Linked DNA regions of Zea mays: region 1 is linked to region 2. Evidence: chromatin contacts called from public Hi-C data. All regions are on one chromosome and are shown on one strand. The core of a region is the stretch at or near the end of the contact, and the rest is flanking DNA. Distances in the headings are between cores, read along the strand shown. Region 1 overlaps LOC100381576. Region 2 holds the start of LOC100276012.

Evidence for each region. Hi-C and Micro-C count contacts between places; a contact is called where the count stands out from the background.
Region 1: a Hi-C map of ear shows a contact between it and region 2, with 5 times the contacts expected there. The contact joins the enhancer-like site here to the promoter of LOC100276012 in region 2. A contact is called at or near these places in 5 of 25 Hi-C or Micro-C datasets (ear, endosperm, leaf and 1 more).

What each region holds. Positions count from the first base shown.
Region 1 is chr10:77,870,418-77,877,789 of Zm-B73-REFERENCE-NAM-5.0, reverse strand. LOC100381576 reads left to right here. Exons shown (of 25, transcript NM_001174401.2): 14 at 104-231; 15 at 319-553; 16 at 732-899; 17 at 1,508-1,612; 18 at 1,687-1,836; 19 at 1,969-2,079; 20 at 2,164-2,343; 21 at 2,512-2,640; 22 at 3,222-3,317; 23 at 3,481-3,666; 24 at 4,050-4,225; 25 at 4,350-4,578. The coding sequence ends at 4,578. Among protein-coding and RNA genes, the nearest start is that of LOC100381576, 7.1 kb to the left of the region's middle. Within about 2 kb of position 4,694, at least 17 of the 20 cell types and tissues checked have an H3K27ac peak or open chromatin away from gene starts, as enhancers often do. A contact at or near this core is called in ear, endosperm, leaf and 1 more, where this site is marked.
Region 2 is chr10:77,655,112-77,661,786 of Zm-B73-REFERENCE-NAM-5.0, reverse strand. LOC100276012 reads left to right here and starts at 2,814. Exons shown (of 8, transcript NM_001149906.2): 1 at 2,814-3,127; 2 at 3,333-3,401; 3 at 3,598-3,627; 4 at 4,120-4,152; 5 at 5,656-5,726; 6 at 5,942-6,023. The coding sequence starts at 3,038.

The DNA.
Region 1 (7,372 bases), core at 3,445-5,944, 210 kb before region 2:
TTGCTATAATGTTTGATACGTAAAGGTTCTGATATGTTTTGTTTTGTCCTTACTATTTGTCATTTGTCATATATTTCTTAACTTTAGCTGTCTTGTACTGTAGTTTATCTTCTCTACTGCCATTGATGGAAAAATCAAGGCATGGTTGTATGATTGCTTGGGCTCAAGAGTTGACTATGATGCTCCTGGACATTGGTGTACTACCATGGCTTACAGTGCTGATGGGACAAGGTGAAACATAGCAAATGTTAATATAAAGTTTAATATCTGCTGATGAGTAACAAACTATATAAGTTCTTGATCCATTTTTTCTTGCAGATTATTCTCTTGTGGTACTAGTAAAGAAGGTGATTCACACTTGGTTGAGTGGAATGAAACTGAAGGGGCAATTAAGAGGACATACAATGGCTTCAGGAAACGTTCACTCGGTGTTGTTCAGTTTGACACAACTAGGAATCGCTTCTTGGCTGCTGGAGATGAATTTCTTGTTAAATTCTGGGATATGGATAACAATAACATACTAACAACAACAGACTGTGACGGTGGACTGCCAGTAAGTATCTTCCTTTTTCTTATACCAGTTAGGGCAGTGTGCTTGGGGGTCTCCCCTTGCCTGTCTGCGTTCAAATCCTGGTACAGTTTCTTATCGCAATGCCTAGGGGACGTCTTCCCGCTCTGGTTGAGTTCTTTTTTCTGTTACCATGCTGAAGCTTTTTACTGATATTTTGCAGGCAAGCCCTCGTTTGAGATTCAATAGAGAAGGTTCATTACTTGCAGTTACCACAAGTGATAATGGAATAAAAATACTTGCCAACACTGATGGACAACGCTTGCTTAGGATGCTTGAGAGTAGAGCATTTGAGGGCTCTAGAGGACCTCCTCAACAAATAAACACCAAGGTAGTGATATATATTATTTTGTTCCACATAACTTGGTTCTATTTACATTTATTCTTCTGTCACAATGGAAATTTTGTTAGACCCTACAAGCCTATTTGTTCAGAGCTGCAATTTGCCACAAAACCCAGGCAGAATGTCTAACCTGGACAAGTTCTCGCTCCAGTCAACAATAAGTGGGATCTCTGTAAATTTTGACTTTTTTTATTATAACGCCTGTAGAATATAGCAAATACTCATATTACTTGAAATAAGTATTCCGTTGTCAATTTAGAACAGTTGGCTTCAGACAACCTCAAAAAGTCACTTATGAGTATCTTATTTTCTGCATCTGGAATTGTTGTTAGCTGCTGTCATAGGCATAATTACTCGACAACTGTTGTATATTTGTGGTGAAGGAAAAGCTAATTGTTTCTATCTCCTTCTGGTGCATTGGGAAAATACACCAGAATGGGTGTTAAGCAGTCATCTGACTGTAGTTAATGAAGATTCATCTGACTGTACTTCACCACTTACATGCCTTCTTTTGCTTTCAATTCATGTTGGAATTTTAGTGGATATTGACAAGGTTTGTTGTTAGCTTACTATCACGTTTGGTTTTTTTATTGCAGCCTCCAATTGTCGCCCTTGGTCCTGTTTCAAATGTCAGCAGTCCTATAGCAGTAAATGCCGAGCGACCTGATCGGATCTTGCCTGCAGTGTCGACAAGTGGCTTGGTGAGTTCCTTCTGCCTTTCCCATCGTCTCTTGCTATTCATTATGTAGGTTTGCTAAAGGTAAAAAATTCGCAGGCACCTATGGATGCTAGCAGAACTCCAGATGTTAAGCCAAGAATAACAGATGAATCCGAAAAGGTCAAAACCTGGAAGTTGGCTGACATTGTTGATAATGGACATCTTCGAGCTCTGCATTTGACAGACACAGACACTAATCCAAGCAAAGTATGATGAATTGTGATTAAGTTGTTTAATCATGCATGCAGAATCAAACTGACACATGAGTTGGTCTTTATATTGATGTTCTAGGTTATGAAAATCTCTGATGTAGGTTACGTTTATTTCTTTGTTCCGCAGATTGTCCGTTTGTTATATACAAATAATGGGGTTGCACTCTTGGCTCTTGGCTCCAATGCTGTTCATAAGTTGTGGAAATGGCAACGGAGCGACAGAAATCCTAGCGGCAAGGTTAGACTAGAGAATTCTACCTCATTTTTAATGGCAATCTTGTGTGCTTGCTTTCTGAAATTTGTTATTTTTGTATCCTGTTAGTCTACTGCATCTGTTGCACCTCACCTGTGGCAACCTGCAAATGGGATTCTGATGACAAATGACACGAATGATGGCAACCCAGAAGAAGCAACCGCCTGCATTGCATTGTCCAAAAATGACTCCTATGTTATGTCTGCATCTGGTGGCAAAGTCTCGTTGTTCAATATGATGACATTTAAGGTAGATGTCCTTTTCAGCGCCTCACCATAATTTTGTTCGTCTCATAGATGTCCATGAGTCAATGGTAGTTGTAGTTTGCTGCTGATAGCTTCAGATAAAAATTGTTATACCATGATCGCATCATTGCCAATTTCTTACCCTAAAGCTTGGATCTGGGATCTCTGACAGGTCATGACTACTTTCATGGCACCTCCACCTGCTGCAACTTTCCTTGCATTCCACCCACAAGATAATAATATCATCGCCATTGGAATGGAGGACTCTACCATCCAAATCTACAATGTCCGCATTGATGATGTATGCTATCGTCGCTTTTTTCCTTAATACGAAACAAAGTGCCCATTATGCAAATTATGTTTTTTTAATTTAGCAACTGAACTTTATATTTGACTTACAAGACTTTCAAAACTTGCTTCATCATTTGAATTGTCAAAATGGCACTATAATATTTGTTATGAATTATGATCATTTATAATTTAACTAGCATAGGGACTTGATATTCAAAATAATTTAATTAACATAGAGAATTTGTAGTCGAAATAATTTGACTAACATAGAGAAGTTTTTCTCAACTATCTATTGGAGATTGTTTGGCGAGTTAAATATTTTTATATTTAAATAATGGAAGTAATTTTGTATTTTGGAATATAGCTTGGTAGACCTTGCAATGTTGTTTTTCATACTTGTATTGCAAAGAAATAATATGTGATTACACAGTAGTACCCAATTAGTTAACCTTCAAGAGTTATAGATTTGGCCATTTGGGAGTTTGTTGTATCATTAACTGCTGTAATCCCAAATCCTACACACTTCAATACATCTGTTTTCCTTCGCATATTTGCAGTCTTTTTATTGATCTGCCTTTAATCTTACATCAGGTCAAAAGTAAGCTCAAGGGACATCAGAAGAAGATTACGGGGCTGGCCTTTTCTCAATCAATGAATGTGCTAGTATCATCAGGTGCTGATGCTCAGGTAGGTTTTGTTCTATCATTTTTTGTGTGAATATCAAATAAGGTGCGAGAAAACTACTTGCTTATGTTAGTTCCATTAATATACAAAATTTTGATTGCAGTCACTCTGACAAGAATGTATCTGTCTTTCTCTGGGTAATTGATTTCTTGTGCAAATTCTGTAGCTATGTGTGTGGAGTATTGATGGCTGGGAAAAAAAGAAATCAAGATATATCCAACCCCCAGCAAACCGACCTGGCACTTTGGTTGGTGACACAAGGGTGCAGTTTCACAATGACCAAACACATCTTTTGGTCGTCCATGAGAGCCAGTTGGGAATCTATGATGGGAATCTTGACTGTTTGCGCTTGGTAAGTTCGTGATCTAGTAATGTTTTGGCTTTGCCAATTCTCCTACGGTGAATAAGATTTGACTACTAATTTCTCATTTCTAATCGGCACACTTCTTTTTTTGTACCACTGTACATTCACATTCTCCATGATATGTGACTGATATTATCAACTTGATTTAAAAACCGAGCTTTATTACCAGATTCATGATGTATAATCATATACCAACATTAATAAATCGTAGGTTGCACAGTTTATGCCTTAGTAATGCTATGGTACCACTTGTCATGGATCTGTTTTTTTATCGGAATGATGATATCATTACCTTCAATTGCGCCTAGAGTTGTTACATTGGGTGTTCTCATCCTACTATTAATTCTCTTAATAAATTTGAACATATGCAGTGGTCTCCAAGAGATGCACTCCCAGCTCCGATATCGAGTGCGATATACTCGTGCGACGGTCTCTTGGTTTACGCTGGGTTCTGCGATGGTGCTATCGGAGTCTTCGAAGCAGAATCTCTTAGGCTGCGCTGCCGGATTGCTCCTTCCGCTTACATTCCACCTTCAATACTAGCCTGGTATGAATGGATCTCCGCCTAAATTAAACTACTTGCTTTCAGTCTTGGCTGTGCCTGTACCATCCATTTTGCAAGTGATAGATGTCTAGCTGCCGTTTCTGACCTGGTCCATGTTATCCAACAGTGCTGGACGGGTCTACCCGTTGGTAGTCGCTGCGCACCCCATGGAGCCTAACCAGATCGCGATCGGCATGAGCGACGGCAAGGTCCATGTGGTGGAGCCATTAGACGGGGACCCGAAGTGGGGATCGGCACCTCCACAGGACAATGGAGCGCACCCGCACCCGCATCCAGCGATATCAGCGGCACCGTCGACCGCCACCAACCAGGCATCTGATCAGCCAACAAGGTGACTCTGGCCTGCAGCACTGGAGGAGATTCGTTAGCGCAGAGACTGGTAGGACCTGTAGGAGATAGGGAGAAAGGGTAAACGATTAGATGACGAGAGGATGATGCTATATTTATCAAGTCCGCAGCGCCTCTCTTGTGGTGGCCCGCGACACAGGTGGGGTGATTGACAGTGACATCGCTCGCTCTAAGTTAGGTTTTGGTTCTTCCCTGGCCCCCGGAAATCATCACCTGGCGCCGCCACATTCGAATGGAGATGGATCTGCTGGCATCATCTTGCTTCCTCTTTTGTAAAGCTTTTCCTGCTGAGTTTAGTGGTACCTTAGATTGTCGTCCATTTCTGCCCTGTTCTCCGGGCAGCTATTTGTAGTGTAAAAATATGGTGGCGTGCTGGATGGTGTTATTTATGCGTGCGTGGCCTGTCATGACGAATTCCACCATGTTTGGGGCTATTTGATGGATGTTTACTGATCATGGCTCGAATTTTTTTTTTCTTCGTGCCATTTGCAATTGTAGACCGTGGACGCGGTGTGAGTTGATGAGATTTGCTGGTGAGCTGTTTCTGGATGTGAGTTTGTCGGTGTCTTTGTACTTCGGACCATGGCCGGCCATCCCGACCTAATAACTCTCTTCCAAAATACGAGCATAAATACGCCCTCCAGCAAAAAAAGAAATAGGTCAAGATCACGTCACAAGCGAAGGGCGAAAATCAGTGAATTACACACAAAAAAGACGACGTACGGTTAAGCAAATCGATTCCAACCAGATAGAAGGTGATAGGGCAAGAAGATCTCTCAAAGAAAAAGGTATTGACCTGTTCGTTTTGTTGTTGTCATGCGTTGACTTCGTCTCCTCCTGTAAACTGTTGGTTCGTCAAATGTGCAAAGAGATTTGGGTTTAGGGGGATTGATAATTGATGATCTCTAATGAACACTCTGTAGGGAAACCGTTTTAGAAATTACGTAAACATGAAGGCAAAAACATTTCTGAAGGAAACAACGCAACAATAGAAACCTGGGTTCATTGATAGAGAAACTGCACATTTCAATTCGTCCAACTTTTATAGTACTTAAAAGTGCAACTTCTTTTATGTGGCACAACTACACTGTGTTATTGTGTTAAGCAGTTAACTATTGGGGTGTTTGGTTGGTGGACTAATACCGTCCATCTCATCTCACTCTCTAGTTTTTTGTGTGTGTTTGGTTTGTGGAATAGAATGAATTAATTTATGATCACCTCATTTCTCACAAACTAATAATTAACACTTATACGAGGAATGCAGTCATCCCACTAAATTTGAGGAATACACTACCTTATCTAGAATAAGTGTGCTCTACTAAAAACAATATAGTTGATCCTAACTCATAAGAATGAGAAAGAATTATAAATACATAGAAAAATAGAAAAATATGAAAAAGCAAACACAAAAACCCGATCTATGCTGGCACACTACTGCAATGGTTTCTGCATGATTCTGTCTATATTAACATATGTTGGTAGCCACAGGAACATCCTGCTACATGAATACATAAAACATGCGACCAAGATCAAGATACATCATACATGTATTCTGTTTAGATAAGCAGCAGCGCATCCCTTTATTCAGTAGTCAGAAAGCAAATGACAAACACTCTGCTTGTCCATGTTGGCACTAAGTTAGTAACCAGGTTCTCGGATAAGTAGGATCGAGGAACGAGAATATAGTACATGGTATGGTACTTATTTTTTTTGTTTTCACGAGAACGGAACGAACGTTTTCGGAATTGTTGAGCACCATTTTGAGCCTGGCGGATGGTCCGGCCCTAAGGCCGGACGGTCCACGGTCCGGACAGTCCGCGCTTGTGGGCCGGACGGTCCGCGCATGCGCAGAGCAGTTTAGGGTTCCGAGTTTTGTGCTATGTTTGTTGGCTAGATTTGCGGAATTAGCTCGGAATCCAGTTGTGTAAAGGGTCCAGCCCCCCTCCTCTATAAAAAGAGAGGTCTACGGCCGATTTGGAACAATCAATCGAATCAATACAACTTCTATTTCACATTTTATCCTAGGAGTAGTTATAGTCTAGTTTAGGTTTAGCCTCTCGATCCCCAAATTCTCCGCCTCTCCTCGACTCTACGTCGATTAGAGGAGTCTAGGTCGGCCTGCCCGAGCCTAGACAACTCCTAGGATCTCTCCTCCCTGACGGGGTCCCTCCCGGGAGCGAGATCCAGGCGCCGCCGGCGATCTTCCGCCGCCCCTGCGCACGCGCGGACCGTCCGACCCTAGGGCGCGGACCGTCCGGTCGTCAGGCAGGGAACCCGAGCTCCTGCACCAGGTCGCGGACCGTCCGGCCTTGTGCCGCGGACTGTCCGCGCCTGACCAGAGAGCACCGCCGCCTCACGCCAGGTCGCGGACCGTCCGGCCCTGTGCCGCGGACCGTCCGCGCCTGACCAGAGAGTACCGCCGCCAGTTCTTCTTGAGTATTTGGCGTTCCGAAAAAGCGCCAACATACTTTTTGGTGACTCTGCTGGGGAAGACATATTTCGACCTATCAAATCGGCCCCCAATGGCCGGTTCAAGGGATAGTTCTGAAGTATCTCCAAGCAACATCATAGAGCCGACTTGGGACACATTGCCGGCTGACGAACAGCTCCAGTTTGAGGAGCATAAGGAGCAGATGATCCAGGAGGCAAAAGCGAGGTTCTTGGCCAACTTCAAAGTGGACAGGAACAACAAAGTCGTCCGACATCGGGCGACGGATCCGGCTTCACTGCGACCCACGCCAGACATCCCCAATGTAAGTAATACAAACGAGCTGCAATCTC
Region 2 (6,675 bases), core at 1,565-4,064:
TAGCCCTCAAACCACGAATAGCACCATCATTGTTTGCAGCATTATCTAAAGTGATAGAAATAATCTTATCCTCTATTTTCCATGTTGTAACACACTCATAGGCTGCTTGCCCTATCATAGTTCCTTTGTGTGGAGGATCTAATTCAAAGAAATTCAGCACACAACATTGCATTTTCCAATCACTATCTATGTAGTGTGCAACCAAACACATATAGGACAATGTTTGATTAGAAGTCCATAAATCAGTAGTTAATGAAATATAATCCACTCCTTTAAGGGCCTTTGTTATTTTTTCTTTCTCAGACTCATACACTTTCAAGCATTCTGCTTTAATGGTTTTCCTACCAATGAACTCATATTGTGGATTCAAATACTTCATGACAATGTTAAACCATGTATGCTCAATCATTCTAAATGGGTACTCATGAACTATAATCATCTTGGCAATTAATTTTCTAACTTGCTCATGATTATAATCTCTAGGGGATGTGATAGTAGGGAGACCAGAACCTGATTCACCTGCATTTGAAGGAGCAAAGTTGAGAAGAGATTGATCTAGTTTCTTTTCCAAATGCTTTGAATATGCCCCACAACTCTTCATATGCCTTGATAATGTTGATGTCGTTGACCCTTGCATGTAGGCATACATTTTCTTACAATACTTGCACTTTGCCTTTAATGTCTTCTTTCCATCCTCGGATGCATCTCCAATAGTCACTTTATCAAAAACTTCCCACACTTTGGATTTAGAGTTGTTATCCTTTACTTTCACCCCCTTACGCCTTTTCTTGGCTTTTCTTTTGTCATCATTATTTGATTCCACAACATCAATCTCTCTCCCACCTAGGACAATCATTTCATCCTCAGACATGTCATCGTTCTTGTCAAATGAATTGCTTTCTGAATCTATCTCATTACTTTGATTCACCCCCTTCCCTTGCACACCAGATTCCATAACCTAGCAATTTATGATCAACAATATATAATGTGTTAACTGCAACTGCAAGTCTGCAAGATAAAACTGAACAAACTACATAATGTGTTAACTGCAACTCGAGCGGTGGATGAGGAATTGACGATCCTCACTGGTGGTCGGTGGATGAGGAACCGGTCGTGCAGGCGAGCGGTGGATGAGCAGAGTAGCCAGCAGATGGCGGATTGGGGCACTGGGCCAGGTAGCGGGCCAGCGGCCACCGGCCAGGTAGAGGGAGGCAGCAGGCGGGTGGCGGCAGGCGGCGACGCGGCGTGCCGGCGTGGCTGCGTGCGCGTCCGCGCGTGGTGGGGCACCGTCTACGGAACACCGGACCGCACGGCGGGCCAGCGGCGATCGCGGTAGCGCCTGGCATCGTCAGCCTTCACTCCGTCAGGGCGTCAGCCGTCAGCGGTCGCGGTCGTGCTCGCGCCAGCCGCCGAACACAAGCACGAGCGCCGCCGTCACTCTATCACAGGAGCTGAGGACTGAGGAGCACCGCCGAGGCGCCACCGCCGAGCACGAGCTGTTAGGGTTAGGTGACTGGTTTGGGCCGGGGCGGCTTGCCGGCTTGAGCTTTAGGCGCTTCAGCGCTTGCTTTGCTTGTGGGCCTATTAGGCTGCTCCGCTCTGCTGCAGCGCTGCTGGTAGCCTGGTACTTACGCAGTTACGTTGTTACTGGGCTTGGCTCGCGAGCTTGTGCGAGCTGGCTCGGCTTGGCTCGAGATTTTGTCGAGCTTGCTAAACCGGCTCGGTTCGGCTCGCCGGTAGCTCGCGAGCCGGCTCGAGCCTGCCCGAGCCGCGACGAGCTCGATCCGGCTTGCCGAGCCTGAGCTTTTTTTTCCAGCCCTAGCGGCCGTCACATGGGGTGGGGGCGGTGGCGTGGTGGTGGAGCTCGAGCGCGACTTCTGAGATGAGGAATTTGTGGCGCGGAGAGGGGCACAGCGGATGGGTGTGTGCCAGGGAGTCACGCGGGGCAGGGGTCCGCTGAGGAAGATGTAACTGCATGAACAACTCCGCATCCTTGCGTGGATGCAGAGGATTGTTGGGGGAGGTCAGCGTGGCGGCTATGGTGTCGGGGAGAGAAAGGAGAAAGACGGGAGCGGGAGGCGAGATTCAGGGGATTGTTGGGGAGGCGACCGCAGCGGGCACGGTGTCGAGAAGAGAAAACTTCGGGAGTGGGCACCCGGGCGGATGGAACGGTCCGGTTTGCCTGACGGTGATCATGGAGGAGGACAGGGCAGTGCGCGGCGCGGGAGGGGTGCAGGAATGACGGGAGCGGGGGCACGGTGAAGTGTGGACGCCCACGGTAAAAGCTTATAGAATAGTAGAGATTTAAGAGGTGCTCATTTGATATTTATTATTTTTGGCAAAAGACCCACTACCCATGACAACTTCAGGTGAAATTACGCACCATTACCACTCCTTAAAAAACAACGTTTCAGTTACTTTTTCTTGCTCCCGCTACATAACACGACTAAAATCAATAATAAAAGTTATAATAAATTAGGTTGCCAAATAGCTACATTAAAATTATCTAATCTAGATTATTTAATTTTATAATTTAGATTATATAATCTATAAGCTAAAACAAATAAAAGTGACAAGGCAACATGTGTCTCACATGCACATAGTCAAAAGCGCCGGCCCAGCTCGTTGACTCCTCGTCCCCACGCCGAATGTGTCCTACTCCTCTGCCATCATCACGGCCCAGATCGATTTGGGCCGCACTACAACTACGATTCATCTCGGAACAGCCCAACTAGCCCATTCAACATTCCTGTAAGCGCGGAGTCGGCGACGCACGGGGAGAAGTCGAACAGCGGCCGCGCGCGGGGAAGTTGCCCGGCGGCGGCGGATCTCGGAGGCAGCGACGCGCGGGTGGAGGAGCTCAGTGACAGCGCCAGTGCCTATCGAGCGAGCGAATCGAGGAGATTCTCCCCACTGTTTCTTTCCTGCTGATTCCGATTTCGCGTTGAAACACCGGGGGGAGAAGAATTGCGGGCGACCATAACTCGGCAAGAAGCGGCTCCAAAAAGGGCATCTACCTTTGCCGATTCCGGCACCGATGGATCCCGCGGCGTCGGGGAGGTTCGACAAGCTCCAGAGCTCGTTCAAGCTCTCCATCCAGTGCCTCCTCACCGCCTGCTCCCGCGAGGTTGGTTAGTTTTTGTTCGTTGGCTAGCTCTCTCGCCCCACATCCCTTCCTCAACTCCCGTTTCCTCCCTTGGCGATGCTGGTCTCGCTACGGTTTGAGCCAGCAGAAGAGCACATATCCTTGATGACGATTTGATTTCCCAGTTGTTCGTGCTACAGAAATCTGGGTTAAGCATACGATTGACTTATGTTCTTGAGCGTTTCAGGATGTCAATGACGCTTTCTCGTCCTTCACTGATGCTGAGAAGGAGCGTTTGCACCGGATGCTCACCCTTGTGAGTGTCCTGATCCATGCACTGTCCAATAATTGCTGCGATTTGCAATGAACATGTAAATTATTTTATCATTGCAATACCTACTAATTTGAATAACACGCAAAGCTAAGTTCTGTATCCAGCTAGTGAATGTGTGACTCGTGTAGATTATGCTAGTGTGAGTGTGTGACTCATGTAGATTATTCCATTTTTTCAGGTGATGAAGAATCTGCATGCCAACGTAGTGGTACAATTTTTTGTTCCAAGCTATTCTCTGCATAGTCTTTTTGCATTCAGATTTTGTTCAAATACATGCCACTGTTGACTGTACCATGGATTTCTTGACCACGCTTCCCTTTTGTAGTGCCATTACATTCCTAGCTTACTACTTTATTAGCAATGAGGACATTCTGTGATTAGAAACAAAACCTAGGCTAAGGGTTATGTTATGTTAACTGTTTATTATATAATGCCTTTGTGCCTGTCTCTCGCTATGTTTTCTGCTGCCTCACTTGCACGGTTTACCACTTGTATCTAATATATAAGCTTGCATTCTTAAATTACAAAACTGATGTCCCTTCTGTTCTGTTTGCCAAGCCCACGAATGTAACTGCCAATCTGCTGGGTGTGTGTGTGTGTTTCTTCTATTTTGTAAAACCTTTTTTCTTCTCTTATTAATGAAATGATAGGCAGCTCTCCTGCGTATTCGAGAATAATTTGTTTTCTCTTCATATTGCAGGATGAGTTTGACGACTTCTGCCAAGAAACACAGGTACTTTTGAAATCAGTATTTTCTGAAACATGTTGACATACTTTCATCACAATTTGTGGATTTTCGACAAAATTTGTTTCTGGTTAATTAACAGTTCAACTCAGTGAGACTTTCGAGAGAAAAAAAAGTTCAACTCAGTGAGACATATTACCGTTTAGATATTGTTTATATTCATACTTCTAGGTGTAGTACTGTAGCAGCACTATCAATATAAAAGGAGCTCTTCCCACCAAATACTATGGGAATTCTTTTAAATTCAATGGGTTGGACTGGTTGCGATTTGGTTGCACTTCACCACAAAGTATATGAGAGTATCATTCATGAAGAGGGTGAAATTGTACTATATATTGTTAAATCCATAATTTAAAGGCATCTTATCCCCTGTTTCTACTGCTATAAGATGTTACAGTTTAGAAGTTCATTGTTCAGCAACTGGTTTTATCAATCAAGTAATCAGCAAGTAGTGGCCACACACCACTTAATAGCCTTAGCCTGTGCTCCTCCATTTCTTTGTATTTTATTGTCTTCTTAAGAAAAGACTCTGATCAGGGGGGCGACATTCCCCAGATTTTTCCGGTAAGAAGTTTGTGCAGACCTTCGAACCTGGACAGGTGATAGGGGGTTTCATCAACTCTCGAACTTCAACAGTCTTACCAGTGCTAGCCTCCATTTTTTTTGTCTTCTTGTCTCCTAATTTCTTCCATATGTTCCCACTTCCCAGTCGCTGTTTAGAAGAGCTGCTTCATCTTAGATCTGGAGTTTTTGTGCTCAAGGATCCTAAGACAGTTTTTGTTTATTATAGAAGGAAAACAGCTCAAACAAACAACTCAGGAGATTTTTGGACCTGGAGCTCTGCCAAACCCTTACTCCCTTTTCAGGATTCTTGCCCTTAGACTGTGTCCAACAGTTCACCCATATGGTCACCTAAAACATTATTTTTCATTGTAAACTGCACTGTTCGTAGAGTGAAGTTTGAATATGGGTATGAGTATGTGTAAGCTGCTGGAGATAGCCTTAATGGCATTAGCAGGCTAGCACATAACAACCATTCTTCTAATTTAACAGAGAAACACATATAATAGTAGAATGATTTCTCATCATTATAAAGCAGTGCGGACGTGCACTTGGTGTTTTCTGGTTTCTGGTAGACCGGACATGAAAGTGAATGTGTTATTGGGTTTTGAATTGTGCCTGGGACGACAGTAGAGATGAACATGATATGGAGAAAATGGGGCAGATAATTTTGACGTGATTTTGACCATGGCTGCTACTCAATATCCATCAATTCACAATGATATTGTTTCAGAAAAACTTGGCTATTAGGGTCACCTTAAATTAAAACAAAATTCTTATTATATCTAGAAAATAAGTAATTAAATTCTAACAGTTTAACATATCTCTTGTATATTAAGGACCACTTTATGTAATACTCTGTGCTTTTGTAGTGCTTGCTAGAATGTACTACATTCTCTCAGGTGTAACAACATCATTTCATGATTTTAGGTGGCTGCTGCCCTTGAAAAGATAGATGACTTTGTTGAAAAGCAGAATCTTGATGCATTATCTTCAGAGAAGTAAGTGCCCCCCGTCCCTCCAAAAAAAGGAAATAGAAATATAAAAAAATAAACAGGGTTTTGAATAGCAGGCTTCGATGGTTATGATGCATCCAATGTTCTCACTTCTATGTTTGAGAACTAGTGTATAAGTACATGAAGATATTCCTTTGTGAAATTAGCACACCTTTTTCTTCACCTTTTCTAAGTTACCAATATAGTTCATTTGATTGCAGGACTACTGTTGAAGAAATCGAAGAAAAGGTATCAAGAGCAAAAAAGGATGAAATTGAATATTTGACTGGTTTACTGAAAAAGGTATTGAATCAGTTTTACATACTGTGGGTGTCGTAAACTTATGGTTAGCCGGCCTTGATTCATGGCCGGTTTAACCATGTGTGCAGCCCCTAACGCGACTATAGTGAAAACTGGAGAATGATACATGCGGGTGTTTGGGCATGAATGAGTGTGACAATCCTACATAAACGAATGCAAATCTTAATAATGAGATTAACTGTTAATTGAATTTGCTGTAGATTAGTACAACTTATGGCATGTTTGTGCAGAAGATAGTTCCATCCATGATGCACCAAGGCTTTATATGAGCTCATTGATCAAGGGAGTCAATTTGGTTAAAGTTGTATGGTTGCACATAGGCTTGGCAATGGGGCGGGTTCGGGTCGGGTGCAATGTCCGCGGACCCGCACCCGAAACCCGAATTGCAGACCCGACCCGAACCCGAATTGTATTACGGGTGAAAACACGCACCCGGACCCGAACCCGTGGAGGCCCGCAACCCGTCGGGGACCCGCAGACCCGAAACAAATGTGCTGATTTCCAGCAGCCAAGCAGCAACACAGTACAAGATATAGTGACAAACAAGATCATACATTCATACTTCATCAGAAAAAAGGGCATGAAATGATGAAAGACTACAGCATACATATTAATTACATTTAGTCAATAGCAA